Regions from separate parts of the Pan troglodytes genome. Here all the other regions are linked to region 3. The links are chromatin contacts, called in public Hi-C and HiChIP or PLAC-seq maps. All regions are on one chromosome and are shown on one strand. The core of a region is the stretch at or near the end of the contact, and the rest is flanking DNA. Distances in the headings are between cores, read along the strand shown. Region 1 holds the start of CST9 (cystatin 9). Region 2 holds the start of THBD (thrombomodulin). Region 3 holds the start of NXT1 (nuclear transport factor 2 like export factor 1).

What was found. Hi-C and Micro-C count contacts between places; a contact is called where the count stands out from the background. HiChIP or PLAC-seq counts read pairs in DNA pulled down with a chosen protein or histone mark.
Region 1: a contact with region 3 is called in an H3K4me3 HiChIP or PLAC-seq map of stem cell-derived excitatory neurons, with 13 times the contacts expected there. The contact joins the promoter of CST9 here to the promoter of NXT1 in region 3. A contact is called at or near these places in 2 of 7 Hi-C or Micro-C datasets (blood and stem cell-derived neural progenitor cells) and 1 of 1 datasets of contacts at active chromatin or transcription factors (stem cell-derived excitatory neurons).
Region 2: a contact with region 3 is called in a Hi-C map of induced pluripotent stem cells, with 2.3 times the contacts expected there. The contact joins the promoter of THBD here to the promoter of NXT1 in region 3. A contact is called at or near these places in 3 of 7 Hi-C or Micro-C datasets (blood, induced pluripotent stem cells and stem cell-derived neural progenitor cells), 1 of 1 datasets of contacts at active chromatin or transcription factors (stem cell-derived excitatory neurons) and 1 of 1 other capture datasets (stem cell-derived neural stem cells).

Annotation. Positions count from the first base shown.
Region 1 is chr21:30,140,765-30,144,829 of NHGRI_mPanTro3-v2.0_pri, forward strand. CST9 (cystatin 9) reads right to left here and starts at 2,239. Exons shown (of 2, transcript XM_525288.7): 1 at 1,932-2,239; 2 at 1-81. The coding sequence starts at 2,186.
Region 2 is chr21:29,583,582-29,587,344 of NHGRI_mPanTro3-v2.0_pri, forward strand. It overlaps THBD (thrombomodulin), which reads right to left and starts at 1,405. Exons shown (of 1, transcript XM_525283.6): 1 at 1-1,405. The coding sequence starts at 786.
Region 3 is chr21:29,878,814-29,882,451 of NHGRI_mPanTro3-v2.0_pri, forward strand. It overlaps NXT1 (nuclear transport factor 2 like export factor 1), which reads left to right and starts at 1,863. Exons shown (of 2, transcript XM_001146071.6): 1 at 1,863-2,133.

The DNA.
Region 1 (4,065 bases), core at 989-3,488, 260 kb after region 3:
GTTGTCAATGTCATCTTCAAATTTCCTACATACGGTTTGGCGCAGTTGCAGATTCATGGAGAACACCATCTTACCTCGCCACTGTTGGAAAAAAGAAGATTAAAGTGGATGCACCGTCTTCCTGCCCCTAAGTAGCTACTAGTGAAGATGCCATTTGAGTAGGAGAGTCCCCAACACTTTACTGCATTTGAGAGCTTGCCCATGGGCCTGGCATCAGCTCACTGGAGGTGAAACCCAGGGGATCTTCTCTAGACTGAGGAGTTAAGAGCAAAAAGCAGGTGGGCATGGTGGGTCTGGGGAGGATGCAGGCTGAGTCAGACCCCACTAACACATTCTCCACCTCCACCCACCCCCATTTCCCACGGTGAGACTCCAGCTTCACTCTCAGTAGGCATCTGATCTTGCAGCTGCATTCCCAGAGGACAGAGCCACATGTCCGGGAGGGTGTTGGATCTCCAAGAGTTTTCAGGGTAACTTCAGCCCTGGGACAGAGGGAGCCTCATCTACAGTGTGTTGTCAAACCTTCCAAGTGACCTCCAGCAAGAAGAATGACACACAGCGCTCCCACTACACACAGGCACACACCCTGGGAAAATGGCTTCAAGAAATACCATCTGCCCTATTGCAAAGTGCATGCTGAAGTTCTCCTTGCCCTCCTTCCCACTCCATTCTATTTAATTCCACTCCATAGCCTCCCTCCCACCCATCTATTCTTCCCAGCCCCCAAACTGATGCTGGGATTGCCATATCCAGGAAGCCATGTGGAAAGCTTTTAGGACTTACTGTCATTTAGGACTTATAGACCATAGTAAGGAGCTTAGATTTTATTCTAAAGGTATTAAGAATGGAGGCTTACACTGAGGTCTTGGAGAATCAAGCAAAGCACTGGGAAAGCAGAAGCATGAGGCCTGGCCAATCTCAATCTCTGAGACTTCCAAGGTTCCAGCATTAATGTTAGCAGACACCATTACTGGACCAGATGCCCCTCTGAGGGTTGCATCAGGCTTTTAATTCTCCCGAGAGGAGGCAGCAAATGAGCTAGGAGGAAAATTCCTCTGTACCAGCATTGGAATCCTGAGGATGGCAGTGAAGAATCCACCCCAGGAGGCAGAGAACCAGCCAGGGCCTTGCACAGAGTCTTTCCAGAGCTTAAGCTCTGTGCGGTACTAGAGTCCCTCTGCCCTTCTTTCAGGCTCTTGGTGCCGAGAAAGGAAGAGCAATGCTCCTTCTCTCTCTAAACCAGAAGTTCTCCACTAGGAGGGCATTTTACTTGTTCATGCCTGAAGCCCAGATGAACTGTGCATTCCTGACCACATTTAATGATTTCATCAAAAAGGCAAGCATTTTAGGATGAAGGTCCATTGAGGAAGAGTGTAAATTAAGTGCAGACAGAGCAAGGAGCCCAGAGAAGGTGGAGATCAGAGAACTAACCTTTCACAGTGGCCTCTCAGGGCTGATGGTGTTCTTTATTGCCCTCGAATTCTCACTGTTCTCTCTCTGTCTGCCTGTCTCTCTCTCTCTCTGTCTCTCTCTCTCTCTCTGTGTGTGTGTGTGTGTGTGTGTGTGTGTGTGTCCTTGCTTTTCCATTTTCATTTTATGACCTGGAAATATTTATCAGTCTCTTTGGTTATTTTCTCTTCTTGTCAGCTTCATCTCCTTAGAAGTCCTTATTTTGAAGTCACTCTTCAGTTATACAATGTCATAAAAATCATGAAGATTGAAAAATATATTTTGCATGTGAATAGACATTTACCTAATTTAAAAAAAAATTTAAGTTCAATGTTTTCCAAAACTAAAACTACCGTAATTGGTTGTGGACTACCCGACTATGGACTGCTGATGGTGAACCAAGTCTCCTAGACTAGACACCTTGGTCCCTCACTTAGGGGCAGATGGAGAAGGACAGGCCAGAAGAGGATGTGGTCACCAACCTTTCTGTCCATGCTATCCTCCCTCCATGGACTCAGGACGCGCAACAGCCTGTAGGCGTGCTCCTCCTTGCTCTGCATGTTGAAAGTGTTCAAGGCAAACTCCACTGTGGTGAGGAACATAGGATCCTGGACTATTTTATTATTACCACCCATTTCCTCTTCAGAACACCAGGCATAAGTCACCAGGAGCTGGAAGCCCATGAGAAGCAGTGACAGTGCCCAGGGCAGAGCCTTCCTCCTCTGCGGACTCGACATGATGCAGGCTCCAGCAGCCCTTGCCTTTGCCCTTCAGATCCCTGGTGTCCACTGGAGCCTTCCAGGGCTCAGGTCTGGCCTTTAAATTCACCTGCTGGGGCAGAAACTCCTCCCTCCAGGCCTCACCTCTGCAGTTACACCCTGTCTCTCCCATACGTGGCCTCCCTTCTTCCAAAGGCATTTAAATCATCTCCTGTTTAGGGGAGAGGAACAGCACCCAGGCAGGTGGGTTGGAAAAGACTAGCAATGGGAAAGAGAGTTCCCTGGACATGAGGCCCAGCCCCAGCTTCCCAAGCACCTCCGCAGGCTAAAGGAGACCTCCACTGGGCGCCCCAGAGTCAGAGCCCGGCACAGGAACACAAGTGTGAGAGGTATGAGTGGAAGGTGAGCCCTGGACTCAGCAGTGGGGGTGGGCTGGGAGGGGGAGGATATGTGGAAAGGCAGAGACGAAAGGATGGAAAGGGATGACAGTGGATGCTATCGTGGGTGAGCAGGTACAGCGCCCCGAGAAAGCACTGGGCCTGTTGAGAGAGAGGCAGGGAGCCCGGGAGGACTGGCACGATGTCCTGCAGGTGTCTGCTCCCCCGAGGGTCTCGGGAGGGGGGCACCAGCCTGGGGGTCGTGGGCAGAGGTTGAGGAAACCAAGAGCAGGAGCCCCCAACCCTGAATGCAGCTTCCCAGCCCAGGGACGCGCTGCCAAGTGCTGGTACTAGGGGCCTGGCTAGTTATGGCTGCCCGTATTCCTCAAAGGTGTTTCCAGGACGGGTGGCCGCTTGCAATTGGAGCAGTGGAGAACCAGAAAGACGAAGATGCCCTCAGGGATGGCTGAAGTGCACCCATTAGGTTGTCACGGGTTCCCTCCTGTGGCCACAGCCGGCACAGCGCTCTGCGGCACACTTTGTGGGTGGAGATTCTGAGTTCTCGACCAACACCCACATAGCCTCCAACTCCAACCGCAAATGGGGCTCTCAAAAGACTGAATAATGCACTCTTCACAGACCAGACTTAAGCTTTGTCCCTGTGAAATATGCCTTTGATGTTTATCCGTAGCTCCTTGTAAACTTCAGAAGCAACCAGCATCCCCTGAAGTCACGTTAAAAAGCAAGTTCCTAGTTTCCCCACCCAAAGATTCTGACCCAGTAGCTGTGAGCAGGGCCAGGGAACCTACATTTCTCACCAGCTTCCAGAGGATGGTTGTGTTCCCGGTCTCAGAACCACACTTTGAGTGGTGCAGGTTCAGAATACTTCCTGGGAAGTGCATACAGACCAAACCACATATGAGAAGTAACTCAGCTTGAGGGGCATGGAGGTCAGGGGATGAGAATGGCTTTTGTGGGGCAGGCAGGATGGGGGACAGGCTTAGACAGCATGCCTGGTGATAAAGAATAAGAGTTTGTTTCTAGACCCTGTTTGCAAAGAAAAAGCAACTCAATGTGACAATTCCAGGAAAGCAGCCAGATGTGCCAAAAACATCACCCAAGGAGTCTGTATCCTTTCTCTGATGGCATTGAGTTCACTGGAACTGCAGCTGAAGCGTAACTAATGTGGTTTCTTAGCTGGAGAGTGATGGTGCACGTGGGGGTAGGAAGGGGGTGTCAGTGAGGGCGGAAATGTGGGTTTTGGGATGAGCAGGCCATAAGGTGCTGTGAGAACTAGAATCCTGATGCCTGGAATAGGTTGCGAGTGTCCTGAGCGAGGCCTGCAATGCCCATGGAGGTCACTCTCACCTTGTAAGTTCAGCGGCTGACAAACTTGGGGCATCCTGCCAATTGCCAGTGGCTCCCTCACCATTCTGAGGTCAGATACCCACATGTGCTCCAAGGGAGTGCCCACACTCACTCTTACATGAGCAGTGGTTTAGGGTCCTGGGCACCAGCTC
Region 2 (3,763 bases), core at 155-2,654, 300 kb before region 3:
CGCCTGGAAGTCCGCTCCGCGGGCCGCGAACGGGGTGCCGTAGGTGATCGAGACGGCGGCAGCCGCGGCGCCGGGCTCCACAGCCAGTGGCCTGCAGGTGGCTGGGAAGTGGAACTCGCAGAGGAAGCCATCGGCCTTCACGTCGCACTGCTGCTCCTCCCAGATCGGCTCGCTGGGCACGGTGGCCTCAGCAGCGGAGACAGCGACGCACAACGGGCCGCAGAGGGGAGCCCCATTGAGGTCGAGCCGTGCCCACCTGCTATAGCTGGTGTTGTTGTCTCCCGTAACCCACTGGAAGCCGCGCAGGGGCCCGAGGCGCTTGGTGTCGCCGCAGCCGTGTGGCAGCTGCAGGCCGATCCAGAGGCGCCGGCGGCCAACGCCGCCGTCGCCGTTCAGTAGCAAGGAAATGACATCGGCAGCCACTGAGGAGCGCACTGTCATTAGGTGGCCCCGCAGTCCGTCGCAGATCTGACTGGCATTGAGGAAGGTCGCGGGGCCCGGGTAGAGCGCGAAGCAGTCGTGCTCGACGCACTGGCTGCCACCCGGCTGCGGCTCTGCGGGTGCGGGGAACCCCAGGCCGGCCAGGGCCAGCGCGCCAAGGACCAGGACCCCAAGCATGTTACCCAGGCGCGCCGCGTGCAGGCGCCGGGGAAAGCGCGGGCACTGCGACGGGGCCGTGCCGGAGCAGAGGGGCACAGGACGCCGATGGCGACAGCCTCTCCTGTCCGTCCCAGCCCAGACACTTCTTGCCGCTGCGCGCAGCCCCTGCGAGGCAGCCTCTGACATGCGGATCGGCCAGGGCTCGAGTTTATAAGTGCCCGGCCCTCCCTCCCTGGACGTTCGGGAAAAGGAAGGAAGTGCCTGGTGGGAAGGGCTGATGCCGCATACTCGGATTGCTGGGTTCTCTGGCCGCCCTTGCGCCCGCCCTCGCGCATGGGATCACCTCGCCGGGATGAGTAAACCCTGCCCTGGCGCAGGGAGGTTCTCGGGCGGGGCCGACAGGGGCAGGCGCCAGGGAAGGCCAACACCCCTGTAACGAGACGACTGTCCCCGCCCACCACTCGGGCCCCCACGCGTGCAGCCCTCTTTCATCTCTTGGTCCTCCTTTCTTTCTTTTCATACATGTTACAGCCACTTCCAAGGAAAGCCTGGATTGCAAGAGCTCTGGGAACCGGAGACTTCAGAGAAGAGGGCTTTGAATGGGGCGTGGGGGAGATGGTGCACAGGACCTGCAAGACGCTGGGAGGGGTGATCGGCACCAAGGGCACTTTGGGAGGACCTGCCTAGGACGTGGACTTCCCCGAAGACAGGATCGCAAGGAGAGACAGCTGGATCCTGTCCGCGGCCAAGGTGCCTGGCTCAGGAAACCAGCGGAGCGCGCTTGGCCTCACAGGACAGTGGGTGTGGCTGGGGTGACAGGGCAGGGTGGGGAAGACTGGCCTAATACCAGCGCCCTCTGCCCCATGGCTGGCCAGGGACCCGCGAGTCCCTGGACACGCACTGGCCAACGCCAGACCCCATCTCATCGGGTGGGGAAGTCGCGGGGACACTGTCAGGGCGCCGAAGTCCGGACCCCGCTCAGAGGCGGTGGCAGGTGAATTGCTGCGGCGCCGGGGAGGGGCGGGCGCGTGGGAGCGAGTCAGCCTGGCCGGTTTCGGCCCAGCTTCCGAAGGATGGTGCTTCTTGCACCCCAACAGAGTGGCTGGCAACCCCCCAGGGGAGCGCGCAGGATCCCAGCTGATCCCACCCGGGTCGGCTAAGGAGGTTTCCATTTAGTCCAGAGTCCGAATTGATACCCAGGTGCATAGAAACGCCACTTGCTCGGCAAAGGGCACTGAAGAGCCACCCTTCCTGTGGATGGGCAGGGTGGGAAGGGCTGGAGGAGGACATGGGAATCCGTTACTTTCGACCTCATCCGGTGGTTCACTTACCGGGAATGCGGAAGAGTGGGTCTCCCCCCTCGGGTCGCCCCCATAATGGTGAGAGGCAAACTGTTTAAAAACACCCTTGCCTCTCTCCTCTGCTGTCCTCACAACGAGCGCCAGGGGGCGGCGCTGTCGAGCTCTAAACAAAGCCAGGGAAGTTGGAGAAGTTTCGGGCTAAAAAGGGTTAAGGTGTAGGAGCTCAGAGGCCTCCTTCTGGGGTTGGAAGCTCCGTTCCCGGGCAGCTCAGCGTGGATTCCGCTGCGTTCACCTCTTGCCTCCAGGGCCCAGTAGATCCTGGGCTTTAAACAAGAACAGAGAGTATGGCGTCTGCAACGTGCGACAGACACGCACCGGTGGGGTGGGCCGGGCTGGACTGGACTGACCCGCAGTGACCAAACGGGTGGGGCGTGGACACTCTGAAAGTGAAAAGGGCAAGCACGACTGTCCCGCCGCACACTCCCCAGCGCCTTGGGGCAGAGAGCCTCAAAACGTCCCGCTGAGTTGAGCTCTTCGCTGGGAAGGCCGCCCCAGCACCCGGGAAACCAAGGAGCTGCTGGACACGGGGGTCTGAAGCTCCCGGAATGCACACAGCTGCACCTCCCCTGACGCGGACCCCCTGGGAAGAGGAAGGGAAGAGCGGCAGATAGCACAGTAGGGCTTGTCCGGCGGGAGCAGTCAAGCTGTGGCTGCCTAGGCTGAATCAGGGGGTCGTGACTCCGGTGCACAGCCTGCCTACGCGGGACGCAAAAGCAGGGCTACCTGCGGTACCGCCATGGGGGTGAGGGTGGAGCTTCAGATAAGGGCAGGAACCTCGTTGGGGCACTGCTGAAAGGTCTCAGAATGTGGGGGCAATTCCCAGAGTGAATGATACAAGAGAAGGGGACAGGATCGGTTACAGAATCAGAAACCAGTGCAAAGTGAAAATGTGGGGTCCATTGTTCAATTACAAGGATTCAAGACTGTGATAGCAAAGTGTTAAACAAGGAATGAGGCCCTGGGGGGGTGATGAGAGGGCCCTTCTGAACCTGCCAGCCCTAAAAGCCACTGAGGGACATTCAAGGATCAGATCTCACCCCACACCAGGCTGGTTGAGTTCTTGGATGGATTCTAGCTGATTCACCAACACAATGTTTCACTGGACGTCCTACACAGGTCCACTTGCACCCATTGCTGATTCTTGCAAAGAAAAAAAAAAGTGTGAGAACAGCCCCAATAGCTGAGTCCACTAAGAACTCAGTGATGTCTGTGAAACTTGGATCAACCCTATATGAGGAGGTGCAGATGTTGAATGTTTCTGTATTAGAAAGAAACTAGAGCAACAACAGATAGAAGCAGAGCATTGTCCCATGGGGGGTACCACAGTGTCTGGGTTGCCCTACACAAGGATGGGTGGACATGACCCACTTGGCTTTCCCACCTGTAAGGGCTTTACCCCTGGCCCTCAGGATACCTTTGCCTTGTGGGGCCTGCCCTCAGCCGCTTTGTTTTTCCTCTCCAGCCAATACCTTGGAGGCTTTGCATATTTTAGACTACCTTCTGGTGACTGAAGGTCCCCTGTCTGTGTTCTTGCCCCATCCCTATCTTCCTATCTGTGCCCCCTGCACACTAGGGTGGGCCACTCCTTCCTATCCCTTTGCAGATAACACATCCACTTCCCAATGCTTGGCCCAGTTCCTGGCCCAGCGCCCTCACTCTGGCCCACCAGCAGACTTGCTTTACTCCTGAAACAGCTCCCTTGAAGAACACCCATCTGGTCCTAAATACCGTTGCCAAAATCTTGTTTTCAGCCATCCTTCTAGAAGCCTTGGTGCCATTTGCACTTGTGACCCTTCACCATT
Region 3 (3,638 bases), core at 613-3,112:
ACTTGGTTTCTGAGGGGTTTTGTCTGCGGCTTGTCCTGCTACAAATAGGGGGAATAAAAGCCAGGGTTGCTTCCAAAGAGAGCAGGGAGTGAGTGTTGAGGACAGATCATCACAACTGTGCAGTTGAGGAGCATGATTTGAACCCAGGCTTGTCTGTTCATTCAAACAGTATTTATTGAGCCCTTGCTTTGGGTCAGGCACAATTTTATATGCTGGAGACACAAACCTAAAAGGACCCTAACCTAAAAGGCAGACCCCACAAACCTAAAAGGCAGAACAGCTGCCTTTCAAAGCTAAAGTCTCGCATTTTTAAAAGGCCTTGGAGCTGCATTAATGTTCTTCTAACCAGCTTTTCTAGGTATGAATCGACCCTGTGACACCAGGATGGTTCTTTGTCAGCCTCCTTGTCTATAAAATCAGAAATAATGGTACCTCCCCCAATAAGTTATGTGAAACAAATTAAAGGGGCTTATTATACAGGAAACAAAAGCAGCACAACATCCAAACTACTGAGCGTGCAGTAAATCAACGCATTCCCACTTCCATTCCATCCACGCTGATTTAGATCAATCCAAGTATCACTGCCTTGGGGTTCAAAAGGCCATGTTAGTTCATAAAGCCCCGAAAATGCTCTTTCACACTCTCTGCTCAGCCTCCAACGTGTCTTTTTAATAATCCAAACTTTCCACCTACTTAACTGAAGTGTGTGGGGGGAGAGGGTGCGGGGGGGAAGGGGTAGCCTATACTAAATAGCCCAACTGTTTTCCACTTGTCCTGAAATCTGAGACCAAGATTCTCTTAGGAATGCACGCAAAGGGAGCCGACGGGACGCCAAGAAAGCACAGGTTAAACTACCTCACTTCATCTAGCCCCATTTCTCTCCTGGCTTTTCAATTAATTATTCAGCCTCAGACCAGCAGATGGAGCTGAAAATGTTGTCTAAAGAAATGAGGTTTTTCTTTTAATTTACAAGCTATAGTTTCTCATGCCTCCACACTGAATGGTTACATCCTGTTGAGCCTGTTCGTAAAGTTCAGTAAAAATCCAGTTCTCATTCCAGAACAGCTGAATCGTAGCTAGGGACGCGGAAGAACACAGTCCCAACCCCAGCCGGGCCCGGGTTTCCCGGAGTCCCTCAAGCCTCAAGGCAGTGGGGAGCCGCCGTCACGCCCCCGCCTCCCCCACGTCCCACCCTCGCCCCAGTCTCCTCCCACTTTTAGCTACTTTTCCCATCTGACTAAAACTGGCTTCCTCTGTGTCCACCAAGATGTCGCCTCTAAGTGGCCTAACTCCTAAAGAGCGCGATCGGCTCAAGCACTCCGCCACGCGGTTTCCACGGGGCGCGGCCGGCGTTGCCCTCGCCGTGGCCTCAAGCATTGCGGCGCCCCACATGTTGCCAGACGGAAGGCCTCGGCGGGGTCAGGCAGCTGCTGCTGGCCGTGACTACATCACTGGTGACGTTTCACGAGACTTTTAACTGAAATCACTCCAATACAAGCGCATGCGGGACGAGGGGAAAGCATCTCACCCGACCCCACACACCTTCCCCTCCCTCTCCAGCCTAGCGGCCTCCGCGCAGCGGAAAAAAAAGCAGACGCTACTCCCCGCTCTAGGTGCGGGACCTAAGAGGTTTGGCCCAATCAGGCATCCCACCTAACCAGACGGGCCGGAGTCTGTGGCCCGGTTGGACCAACGAAAACTCTAGGGCTGATTTGCCGGGATTTCTGGGAAAGTGACACTCCCGGAAGCTACCGCCTCTTATAAGCCACACATGGGCGGAGTTAGCCTTCCGGCCCGCAGTCCTACTGGCTGACTTCGCTGCCCGTCACGGGAATGCGGGAGAGGGCGGTGCCGGGGCGCTCGCGTCTGCGCGGAGACCGGCTGGCCGCGCGCGGGAAGCCGCGGAACTGCGCCGGAAAGTCCCCCGGTTCTGGGGCCCCGGTGACCCAGAGTAAGCCTCCAAGAAGGAGGAGGAGGGGAGAAAGGCGGCTCTTCCCGTGCCCCTACCAGAGGCTTCGGTGGGCCCACCTTGTGACCTCCGCGGCCGGCTCCTCAGTGGAACTGCGGCCCACGCGGGGGGCGTCCCGACCGTGGGGGCCGCGGCCCGCGCTGACCCTGGACGTCGCCGCGCAGGTACGTTGCCGTCCCCCGGCGGTCTGACCCCCGAGACAGCCCCTAGTGCATACCCCACGCCCTCCTCCATTGTCGAGAATGAGACACGGCTGTGCCTTTGTCCACGTGGTAGAGTTGCCGCCGCGGTGAGGCTCTCGCCTGTGCAAAAAGCGTGGCAGCGAATTCTCATCAACGAGGGGAGGCGCGTCCCCTCACAGCGCAGCTCTCGGGTCTGAGGAGGGCCGGGCAGGGCGTGCGTCTGTCTAGGTTTGAATTAAAGGCGACTCACAGGAAATAAGGCCATGCCACTGTGGTAGCTTTTCCCGTCCATCTCCGGACACTCGACGGTGTGGGTCGTGCGAGGAGGCGGCAGTCTTCACAGCCTCTTACTCTAGTCCTCACGGTCAGGTTCTTTTTCCGATTTGACACAGACAGCGGGACTGACGACCTCATAGGTAGCTGAAAACCGTAAGTGGAGATGGTCCTTCTATGGGGTGTGGGGGCGTGGCCAGTTGTTAGATTGTGTTTGGAAAGACAGCCAGGGGCAGAGAAGAGGGGCATTTCTGAGATGATGGGGGGACTGGTGCCATGGAGGGAGGAGGAGTGAGGTGGAGATCGGGAAATCCAGCCAAAGAGAAATGGGGTCCCTGGGAGAAAATTCCCACTCTAGCAGTCCTGGAGTTGTGCTCATGGAGACTTGCTTACGCTAGTACAAGGACAGCGTTGTATTGACAAAATTTCAGCCCTCAGTCTAGTCTTGTAAACGATAGATCAGGAGTGTACCTAACCGTCGTTACCTTGATCCAGCCCTAGGTTTCCCTTTTCTCATTTGTAAAATTGTTATAGTAATACCTTTTTCATCCATTTGTGGTAACAGTTAAATGAGGTAATTTGTGTGAAGCCCTTAGCAAACACAGCGCTTCTTATTCGTAGGTTCCGCGTGGGGTGGATTCAACCAACCTCAAATCAAAAATATTTTTCAGAAAAAGAAAAATGGGTTTGTACTGAACATGTAGAGGCTTTTTTTTTCTTGTCATTATTTCCTAAACTATACAGTATAACAACTATTTACATCCCATCTACATTGTATTAGGTATTATAAGTTACCTACAGATGATGAAGGTATATAGGAGGATGCTGCGCATAGGTTATATCAAACAGTACACCATTTTATCAGGGACTTGAGCATCTGCAGATGTTGGTATCCTCGGGGGTCCTGAATCCAGTTCCTCACAGATACCGAGGGACCACTGTACTCAGTCCAGAGTACAGTTGAGGCTTAACTATGAGGTCTGTGGAGGGCGTGGAAAGACCCACGTCTGAAATTGGCTCTTAACTGCTCATTTTTAGGACAGCTTCCCTCCCAGCCAGCCCTTTACCAGAGGCAATGCACCACCTTTGCAGCCGTTATAAGTACCTGGCTCTTTCCAGCCCTATGTGGAATGTTTTATTTATTTCATAAGCTAATCATTATAAAAAAAAAAGTCTTTTTTTTTAAATGAAAAAAAACTGTTCACTAAGTTTGT